Linked DNA regions of Gossypium arboreum: all the other regions are linked to region 2. A link is a contact called in public Hi-C data. All regions are on one chromosome and are shown on one strand. The core of a region is the stretch at or near the end of the contact, and the rest is flanking DNA. Distances in the headings are between cores, read along the strand shown.

Region 1 (3,705 bases), core at 371-2,870, 390 kb after region 2:
TAAAAGAAGGAATCCTTATGCATCAATCAACGTATATTGAAAAGGTGCTAAAGAGATTTTATATGGATAAGGCACATCCAATAACTACCCCGATGGTTGTAAGATCACTTTCCGTCCTCGGGAAGATAGTGAAGATTTTCTTGGTCCTGAAGTGTCATACCTAAGTGCAATTGGGGTATTAATGTATCTTGCTAGCCATACCCGACCTGATATATCTTTTTCTGTAAATTTGCTAGCAAGATTTAGCTCATGCCCAACTCAGAGACATTGGACTGGAATAAAACAGATATTTCGTTATCTCCAAGGCACAAAGAATATGGGTCTATTTTTCCCTAATAAATCTAAGACAGAGTTGATTGGTTTTGCAGATGCAAGATTTATGTCAGACCCTCATAATGGAAAATCACAAACTGGATATGTTTTTACATATGGAGGTACTGCAATCTCTTGGCGCACAATGAAGCAAACAATTGCAGCAACCTCGTCTAATCATGCAGAAATCTTAGCAATCCATGAAGCAAGTCGTGAATGTGTATGGTTAAGATCTATGATCCAACATATAAGGAATAATTGTGGTTTATCATCTGGAAAGGAAGCTACAACTGTCTTGTTTGAAGACAACACAACATGCATTGATCAGCTCGATAGTGGATACATCAAAGGTGACAGAACAAAACACATTGCACCAAAATTCTTCTTCACTTATGACCTCCAGAAGATTAAGGAGATAAAAGTTAAGCAGATCAGTTCAAGTGAGAATTTAGCAGATTTATTCACTAAGGCGCTTCCTACATTAGTGTTTCAGAAGCTTGTTTACTACATTGGAATGCGTCACCTTCGAGATCTCAAGTGATGTAGCCATTAGGGCGAGTTAATACGCACTGTACTCTTTTTCCCTTAACCTTGGTTTTATCCCACTAGGTTTTCCAGGTAAGGTTTTCTTAATGAGGCAGCATATCAAGCGTATAATTATGTACTCTTTTTCCTTCACTAAGTTTTTGTCCTACTGAGTTTTTCTTAGTAAGGTTTTAACGAGGTTTAATTAGATAATGAACATCTAAGGGGGAGTGTTATGAAATATTTATGTGGATGTCATTATCAACCCCATAAGTTATAAAACTTTTTCTATATCCCATTAATATGAGAGATAAAAGGTCATAACATTTTACATACCCTATAATAATTAGAGAGTTACTTTTAACCCCTATATATATATGGGGCTCATGTACTCATGAAAACTATATATATAAAAAGAAGATACACTCTCTCTTCTATATTCTCTCTACACTCTTTCTTCTATCACATTATAATTTATTCTTTCTTTATTATTTCACAACATTTAATGATTAATTTATAATTTTTTAAAATTAAATGATCAAAATATAAATTTATCTACTAATCAGTTATTTAATAAAAACACAAACACCCAAATCTGTGGAGTTTAAAAGGAAAAACAGGAACGAGAAGCGGACAATCCATGGAAAGGTGAAGAAAGGAAAACAAATACACCCAAATCCACACCCACACCTTGCATTCCATATCCGAACTGTGTGAAACTAAAGCTTTACATGCAATTTTTTTATTTTATGTAAACGTGTCGTCATCTGGTTAACCCACCATTCTGTAGCCATGTGTTCCTTTTTGCATGGACCTCTCTCCCTTTCTCTTCGCTTCTCTTATTAAGTTGTTCTCCCTTCACTTTCTCTTTGTTTATTAATGCCTTTCCTTCTCTCCCAGGACTCTTTCCACCCTAAACGAATTCTACCTTTTTCAAACCTTTTTTTTTTTTTCAAAACTTTCTTCCCGAGTTCTTTTAACGTTTTTATTATTAATTCAATGTAGACACCAAGACACTCCCCTGTATATTTCTTTTTCTTTTCCTATCATTATTGTTTTGTTTCTATTTTCAAATTCAACAATTTTGTATTCATACTTTGTTTTTGAGTTCTAAGTGAAAAAACATAAAAACACTTCCCTTGTACCTGAAGCCCGAAACACAAGGCAGCCTTATGTTCTGTTGATAAGTTTTTTTCACAGAATTGCTTTGATATTGAAAAATCAGGATGCTTTCTTAGGCCAAGAAAGCTGTAGAACTGGCTTTGTTTTCTGGGAGAAAGTGAAGGAAAAAGAATGGCAGGGAACGAGTGGATAAATGGGTACTTGGAGGCAATACTGGATAGTGGAGCAGCAGCTATCGAGGAACAAAAGCCAACGGTGGATTTGAGAGAAAGAGGTCATTTTAATCCCACAAAGTACTTTGTTGAAGAGGTGGTGACAGGTGTTGATGAAACCGATCTACATAGGACATGGATCAAGGTTGTCGCCACCCGGAATGCCAGAGAACGTAGTTCCAGGCTCGAGAACATGTGCTGGCGCATTTGGCACCTTACCCGTAAAAAGAAGCAGGTCCCTCCTCTATCCTTCTATCATTGTTACCTTTCTATTCTTTTTCATTTACATGTACACACATATATGTATATGTATGTGTGTGTGTGTATACACACATCACCATGAAAAGCTGTTGAAATTATGGCTTCCATTTCTTAGTTTTAAAATGCAAATTTCCAAGGACATGTTACATGTATTCTGTTTGTAGTAAAAAGTACCTGACCTTAGTGATTCATGTGAAGGAAAAAGTACATGTATAATAAGCATACTTATTTGACCTTATGTGGATGGATGTTAAAAGTTAGTAGGCTCTTTTAGGCCTTTTCCACAAGAAGTAGGTGACTGCAATTACACCCTTTGGTAAAGAGAGGAAAATTATGAATCATTTTGAGCAATTGGCATTCTTAAATTGTATTGGCTCTTCTTTTATTTTTACTTTTTTCCTTATGCGTTTATGATTAATCTAGATTCGGTACTTTGTTGATCAGGCTGAATAGCCCTTGATTCCTTTTAATGCAGCTTAAATCTACAAGTATGTATGATAAGCCTGACTGAAGTTAGCAAGAAACCATGAAAAATATTAGTAATGAATACGTGTATAATTGTATAGGCATGTGTCTTTGGATGTCCATGTACGTATGTGAGGACTAGTTAGGTTGTCTTTCTCGATTATCCAGTCCGGTTAACAGCTTGAATATTTATATCTGCTCATTTTACTAAATGGTACCTTGTGTTTGAAGAAATTCCTTGTTGAAGGTAGTTAACTCTGTAAAATGGACAATTCTGTAAGTGCTTCTTCCTGTTTAATTCGACTAAATGAGAGTTTTGCTAGAATAGTTCTAAGGTCTGACATTTCCCCTTTTAAGTAAAATAATATATTTTGAGAGCCAAGAAACCTGAAATAAGCTTTTACTTACTGAAAATGAAACAATGTAGAGGACTCAAATCTCAATCTTGTTATGTAAATAGTTGGAATGGGAAGAACTGCAAAGATTGGCAAAGCGGAGGTGGGAACGTGAACTAGTGCGCAAGGATGCCACTGAGGACTTGGCCGAAGACCTGTCAGAAGGAGAGAAGGGAGACACTGTGAGCGAGTTGATACATGCTGAGACCCCAAGGGTATCTTTCCATATTAACGCTTCCAGCTTGGAACTGTGGTCAGATGACAAGAAGGAAAAAAAACTTTACATTATCCTTATCAGGTATCATTTTCCCTCCTAGTATACATCAATCTTGAGTTCATCTTAGATTTGTCCATCTTAAGCCTACTTTATAAGTTAGTTTTTGTCCATGGATTCAATGTACAGTTTGATAAAA
Region 2 (3,403 bases), core at 812-3,311:
ACAACTGTATAATATGCATAGTAGAACTGATTTCAACTTCATTAAGGGCTAGTTTAGCATTTCTTCTAAGTACTTTTGGGCCAAAAAGCACTTTTGAGATAAAAACATTGCTAAACAAGATGCTTTTGAGCAAATACTTTTAGGATAAAAAAAAATGCTTTGCAAAAGCACTTTTTTAACCAAAAGCAGAACCAGAAAATTTTAGTTTTTACTCAAAAGTGCTTTTTGGCTCAAAAATACTTTTGAGAAGTAATTCTGAACTAAAAGTCTAAGAAACAATCAGACTGCATTTTGGTGAAAGAATCTGGCAACAAAACTAGTGTACGAGTCATGTACCTTTCACCAACGAGGAAAACACAAATGAAGTATAACCAATGCTTAAGGTCTGTCCACAAATTTTCAAGTCGGCCTCTCCTCATATAATTTTAAACCCAGAATCATTGTTTATTTTGTTTCAGAACTACAGTCTTAGCCATTAGTAAACTAAGATTAAGTTTGACCAATCCCATATAAAACGCAACGGTGTCATCCTGTATTCTTCATCCACTTATATTTCCTTCTAATAATAATTATTACATAACATTCCAGAGCGATAGAATTAATAGTGCCACTGCCAAGGCTCTCTCACCTCTCCTTGGCATTCTCCTTCTAACATTGATGGCATTCGGGGTGACAGCCCTCAAGCAAAAGCCTGATTATGGCATAAAAAGAGAAACCAGTATGAAAAGTGAAGCCTGGTTATGGTGATGATTCATCTAAGCATGGTTTAGATGGAATAACAGCAGACAGCCCTCAAGCAAAGCCAGACGATGAAGAAGATATTCCCAACTATGACATTTACAAGCCTAAACAAGAAGAAAACCGTGAGGAAAAAGAAAAGCCTTATATTGTTAAACCAAAACCAGAAGAAAAACAATATTTTGGTTTCCTACCTATGTTAAACCAAAACCAGAAGAAAAGCATTATCATGGCAGTAAACCAGACAACTAAAAGCAAGCAAAGCCAGATGAAAAGTGTGTTATGGAGGAGGGAAAAAAAAGGCTGTCTACAAACCAAGCACAAGAAAACAAAAATCAACCCGAGTGAAGGAAAGCTTTACTATGGCACAAAACAAGGTAATGGCTTTACACCTCTTCGATCATTACCCTGTAAGTAAATTCATTTACACTTCTTCAATCATTATCCTGTAAGTAAATTCATTCGGCTTCACGCCTTTTTGATCCATCACCTTCAGTACTTCATGAGTTTTTTCTTTTGTTCCTTGTTTGCTGATAGCATCCAACAAAATGTTAAAAGTTTCAACATCAGGTACAATATCTTCAGCAACCATCTTACTAAGCAAGCTTGTTGCTTCTCCACATTGTCCTGATTTGCATAATCCATGTATTAAACAACTGTAGGTGACGATGTCTGGTTTCAGATCTCTCTGAATCATTAATTTGTACAAGGTAATGGCTTCTTCAATCTTTTTTTCTTTGCACAAAGCATTGATTAAAGAGCTTAAGGTTTCCACATCAGGCTGGACTCCATTCAACATCCTACTATACAAGCTAGTCACTTCTGCACAATTACCTAAACTCCACAATCCAAGTATTAAAAAGCAGTAGGTGACAATGTCAGGTATTACATTTCTCTGACTCATTAGTTCCAACATGCTAATGGCTTCTTCATACTTGTTTTCCTTGTACAAAGCATTGATTAAAGATCTTAAAGTTTCCATATCAGGCTGGACTCCTCCATTCAACATCCTACTAAACAAGCTTGTGGCTTCTGCACGTTTATCTGAATTGCACAATCCACGTATTAAACAATTGTAGGTCACAATGTCAGGTTTTACACCTCTCTGACTCATTAGTTCCAACATGGTAATGGCTTCTTCAGTCCTCTTTTCCTTGCATAAGGCATTGATTAAAGAATTGAAAGTTACTACATCAAGATGTACTCCTTCATTCATCATTCTATTGAGCACGGTTGTTGCTTCCGTCCATTTGCCCGAACTGCAAAACTCATATATTAAACAATTGTATGTGACAACGTTAGGTTTTACATTTCTCTGTATCATTAATTCCAACACAGTAAAGGCTTCTGAAGTCCTCTTTTACTTGCATAAAGCATTGATTAAAGAATTGAAAGTCACAACATCAGGATGGACTCCTTCATTCATCATTCTATTGAGCAAGCTTGTTGCTTCTTTCCATTGCCCAGAATGACAAAGTCCTTGAATAAGAGGATTATAGGTAACAACATCCGGTTTCACGCCTTTACGAGTCATTAGTTCCAGAATTTCAATTGCCTCTGATGACTGCCCCTCCTTGCATAAAATATATATCATGGAATTGAAAGTTAAAACGGAAGGTAAAATTTCAGATGCAATCATGTTTGCAAAGAAATTCCTGACCAATCTCCATTCGCCAAACTTGCATAAGGCATGAATTAGCATAGTATAAGTGATAACATCAGGCCTTGTGCCTCTTTGGGTCATTAAATCAAATACAAATATTGCTTCTTGGATCTTCCCATCCTTGCAAAGAGCAGAAATCAGAGTATTTAAGGTATAGACATTAGGGGAAATCCCCTTGTTACCCATGTCAACTAATAATTCTTTTGCTTCATCCCACTGGCCAACGCTGCAAAATCCATTAATCAACGAATTGAATGTAACAACATTAGGCTTAATTCTCCTATCTAACATATCTCGAAAGATAATCAAAGCCTTGTCCATGCAATTCTCTTTACAGAATCCATCAATAATTGTACTAAGCACAGCGCATCAGGTTGAAAGCTTCCATTTCCATTCATCTTTAACAGAAGAAGAACAGCAAAACGAGAATTCCCTGATCTGCAAAGTTCCCTCATAATAATACTGAAAGTGTATTGATTATGCGGATATCCAGTCTCCAATATTTTCCTAAACACTCCCATTGCCTTGTTAATCTTACCCTCGTCGCTCAGTCCAATAAGCAGAGTATTCATGGTATAATCGTCAGGTTGAAGACCAAGTTTTGCAATCATAGCCAACACAGAGAAACCTAAGTCCACCTTCTTCAAATTGCACAAACAAAGGATCCAAATGTTCATTGTAAAGATATTAGGTTGGAAGTCACTACAACCCATAATCTGTTTACACATGGAAACAACAAATGCACATTGTTCCATCTTGGAGACTGCTCCAAGCAGATAATTGAAAGCCGAAACTGAGGGCAAGGGTCTCATTGAAATCATGGAATTGAAAAAACCCAGAGCTTCATCAAGCTCAAGGGATCTTGATTTACACTTATGTATGACCAAATTCTCGAGATAGGTGGGTTTGGACATACCCATCTTGACATTTTCATCAGAAGCAGTAGAACAACTGGAAAGAAAACACGTAACGGGCAGTTTAGAAAAAGGAAAAAGAAGAGAA
Region 3 (3,488 bases), core at 50-2,549, 510 kb after region 2:
TTGATACAAAATCAATAAGATTAAAAAAAATCCAGCTTCATTCTCCAATTTTCAAGCTTTTCTGCTCTTTCTTTCAACTGCATTCATGGAAATAGAACCTTGACCATTTGATAAAGACCAAGATTTGAAGGATCAAGTAACTTCATATTCAAATTGAGAAGTAGAAATAGGGCCGTAGATATAAGGTAAGGCTAGGGGCTTAACCAGGCCGAGTTGAGCTCAAGCCTGAAAGAAACTTGAGCTTGATACAAAATCAATAAGATTAAAAAAAATCCAGCTGCTTGAGATCGGCTCAATTCCCATGCTCAACTTCAAACTCAATAATGTTAGTAGTAAGCAGAAGTATATCATCATGTTGACCGAGATCAACCGTAATTACCATATCACCTAGCCATGGTAGAATGAGAATCAACCATATCCACCAAGGCATCAAGGGATAACAACTATTATGATATAGGATATCCATACAGTCAAAGTGTAAATGCCAGTATAAATTTAGTTCGTCGATTCAATGGAACAAATGGATAGGCTTGGGAGATTCTCCTACTCAACTTAAACTAACGAATAAAGGTAACAATAAAATTTAATTTCTTAACTGAACATTAACTTTATTTTATATATAAACTAACATAATCGAAAGATAGGCAAAGGAAATTAGGGTTTTGAATCTGGTGTTTCACTTAAACAAACCTACCAATCCCAATTTCCAATTTTTTTAATTTTATAACTGAAATTCATCATAAAATTCAAGAAACAAAGTATGAGTGGTAGAAGATTACCAGGGTTTGTCGAAACTCTTCTTCAGCAACCATACGCTCTTGAGCTCTAACCTTAGCAGCCTCAGCCTTAAGCCTTTTACGCTCCTCATTAGCAACTCGTATAGCCTCTTTCCTAGCCTCTTCTTTTCTGAGCTTCTCAAGACGCAACAACTCCATCTCGTGGATGTACTCCTTGCGTACATTTTTTACTTGCTTGGCGTAGTCTCGTCGCAACAGGGCGAGTTTCTTCTCGGCCTCTTTGGGGTTGTTGGGGGTCTTCCAGCTGCCCAACAAGGAGTTGGGATCTAAATATTTGTGGGTTTTCTGGTGGTGGTTCTGGTGGGATGATTTGGTGGAGAATGAGCGGGTGAGGGTTTTGGAGAGGGTCCTGAAAGAGTTCGGCATTACTGTGTTCTTCGAAGCTACTCTGCTGCTGGTGGAGAAAGAGGAGGGTTTTGTTTGTGTTGGGCATGGGCTACTCTGCCATTAATGGAGGCCCAATCCAAGAAACAGTTCCAATTACTCAACACAACCGCCTAATCCCATCGTTCATTTCCCTTCTCCAAACTACACCCCAGTTTTCACTCATTAATCATTATTATTATTTTCTAAATTTTTTAAGGTTTAATTCTAATTTCGTACTTTTATTCCTCTGTTTTAATTTGTCGGAATTTGTTTTTACAAAAATTAAGAAGTTGATCAAATTAGATAATATCATGATAGATCGATGACTTGAAAATTAACCGTTCATTAATTTTATATGTAAAGAGTTAGTAATAGTTTTGTAATTTGTATAGCAAAAATAAACTCTTCAAATTTATGTATTTAACTAATAATTGGATTAATTTCTCATTTTTCATAAAGTACAGATTAAATTTTGACAAATTAAATGATAAGGATGAATTTCTCAACTTTCTTAACATAGAGAGATGAAATTTAGAATTAAATCTTTTTTTTTAATTTTTCTGGGAGAAAGGCACCTGTTTACTCTTTGAATTTGAAAATTTTTCTTAATTTTGTCAAGTTTAAAGATTAATGTGAAAAAATAAAATTAAGGAACTAAGTTGACAACACGAACTAAAGTATGCTTTATTTCTCATTTATTTATCTATTTTGAGTTAAAATATGTATTAAGTTTTTGTACTTTTGTATATTCAACATATAGTTCTTTTACTTTTATTTATAGGAATTTAGTTCTTTACTTTTTTATAGGTTTAATTGTTAGTATGTTAAAATTTTTCTATTAAATTCATTGATTTGATATTTTAAAATAAAAAATACTCACTTGATAGTCATATAACAAAAAAAAAGACAGTTGTAATAAGTTTGAATTTAATAGAATAATTTTAATAATTTTAGATCCAAAAAGTAGAAGGATAAAATTAGTTAAAATAAAAGTAGTAAGACTAAATTACAAATGTACAAAGAGGGCAGGGAGCTATAGCATATTTTAACCATTACTTTGACTAATTTCAAGGTTTTACAGCGCGGCAAGTAAAACCGACAGCCAGAAAGAAGGAAATTTGTAAAAACATCAGATCTGGGAATAATACATTGCTTTTTTTGTCTTTCGTAATTATGCGGAGGTTTACAAACTAACTAGTTGATTCGTTTTTCCGTTAAAAATTTCGGTTTTCCGTTGAACCAGACTGCCATTTTTTAACTTCTTCTTTCTATTTTGTTGCTTAGGTCGGGGCTGCATAGGCAGCATGGGAAACAAGGAGCTGGAGGAGGAGGAGTAGGAGCAAAGGGAATTTACGCCAAACTAACGATTGCCGTTGTGGTGCTTTTGATCTGCACGCTCTCGCTTTTGTTTTCGGCTACAATTGGCGGAAATCGCGGATCTCTAGAGCCTTCCGAGGTTAGTGGTTCTTGTAAAGAGTTAGGATCTGATCGTCTTGAATTTGATCCCTGGCTTTGTGATTAAATTTTCAGTATTAAGCGAATTTGCGGATTGCTTCTATTATCAGATTGTTGAAACTTAATAAGGCGTAAATGTTGTTAGTTTGTTATAATGGGTAGCTAAGTTTGTTGTCTGAGTTAGTCTATAGTAATGCTCACGCTCTATAGAAGCCTTGGGGGAATCTCTTGTTTGATGCGTCTGCAAACCATCTCATTTGGTCGGTACTTTATTTGGCGTTTGTAATGTACCTCATAAATTGACCTATTTACTTGCATGAAAATTCATCAAAGTGGAAATGTTTTATTTATTGCATTGGTTTGGTTTTATGCTAATTTGCTAGGATCATGCGGATTAAGTCCAAGAGGATCATTAGCTAGTTTTCAGAGACTTTAGGTGTTTTTATGCATGATTCCGCTTCCTTTAACAATATTTGTTGATAGGTTTTTGTTATCTTTATAGGAAATGGTTTGAGATAATCATAATAAAACAGTTCCTCTGTAGTCAGATGCTTGAGACTGGTTGTTGTATTATTTCATACTATATACCTGTGGGAGCTAAACCAGTGAATAGGATTTATTCTCGCCCTTTCCCACTTTTAATGGCTGGTCACCATTGTCAATCACTCTAACCTTTGATCATTCTTTTGTCTTTTTTCTGAAATATTTATTCAGATCAATGCAGAAGAACTTTGGGAAAGTGCCAAGTCTAGTGGATGGAGGCCTTCATCTGCTCCACGATCTGACTGGCCCTGTAACTACTCACAACTTTCCCAAAGAAAAAAAATTATGTTTGAATTGATTTTATGTAAAAATGTAAGTTCCTTAGAA

What was found. Hi-C and Micro-C count contacts between places; a contact is called where the count stands out from the background.
Region 1: a Hi-C map of leaf shows a contact between it and region 2, with 5 times the contacts expected there. The contact joins the promoter of LOC108465223 here to the promoter of LOC128281864 in region 2. A contact is called at or near these places in 2 of 5 Hi-C or Micro-C datasets (both in leaf).
Region 3: a Hi-C map of leaf shows a contact between it and region 2, with 4 times the contacts expected there. The contact joins the promoter of LOC108453638 here to the promoter of LOC128281864 in region 2. A contact is called at or near these places in 2 of 5 Hi-C or Micro-C datasets (both in leaf).

The regions. Positions count from the first base shown.
Region 1 is chr10:46,853,004-46,856,708 of ASM2569848v2, forward strand. It overlaps LOC108465223 (probable sucrose-phosphate synthase 3), which reads left to right and starts at 1,621. Exons shown (of 12, transcript XM_017765545.2): 1 at 1,621-2,406; 2 at 3,358-3,590. The coding sequence starts at 2,131.
Region 2 is chr10:46,459,085-46,462,487 of ASM2569848v2, forward strand. LOC128281864 (pentatricopeptide repeat-containing protein At1g63400-like) reads right to left here and starts at 2,062. Exons shown (of 2, transcript XM_053020007.1): 1 at 933-2,062; 2 at 397-845. The coding sequence starts at 2,062. The coding sequence ends at 1,163. It overlaps LOC128282052 (pentatricopeptide repeat-containing protein At1g12775, mitochondrial-like), which reads right to left. Exons shown (of 5, transcript XM_053020266.1): 4 at 2,765-3,352; 5 at 2,099-2,627. The coding sequence ends at 2,099.
Region 3 is chr10:46,967,382-46,970,869 of ASM2569848v2, forward strand. LOC108453638 reads right to left here and starts at 1,300. Exons shown (of 2, transcript XM_053019894.1): 1 at 780-1,300; 2 at 1-77. The coding sequence starts at 1,163. The coding sequence ends at 21. LOC108456664 (O-fucosyltransferase 1-like) reads left to right here and starts at 2,213. Exons shown (of 10, transcript XR_008272273.1): 1 at 2,213-2,344; 2 at 2,448-2,619; 3 at 3,333-3,411.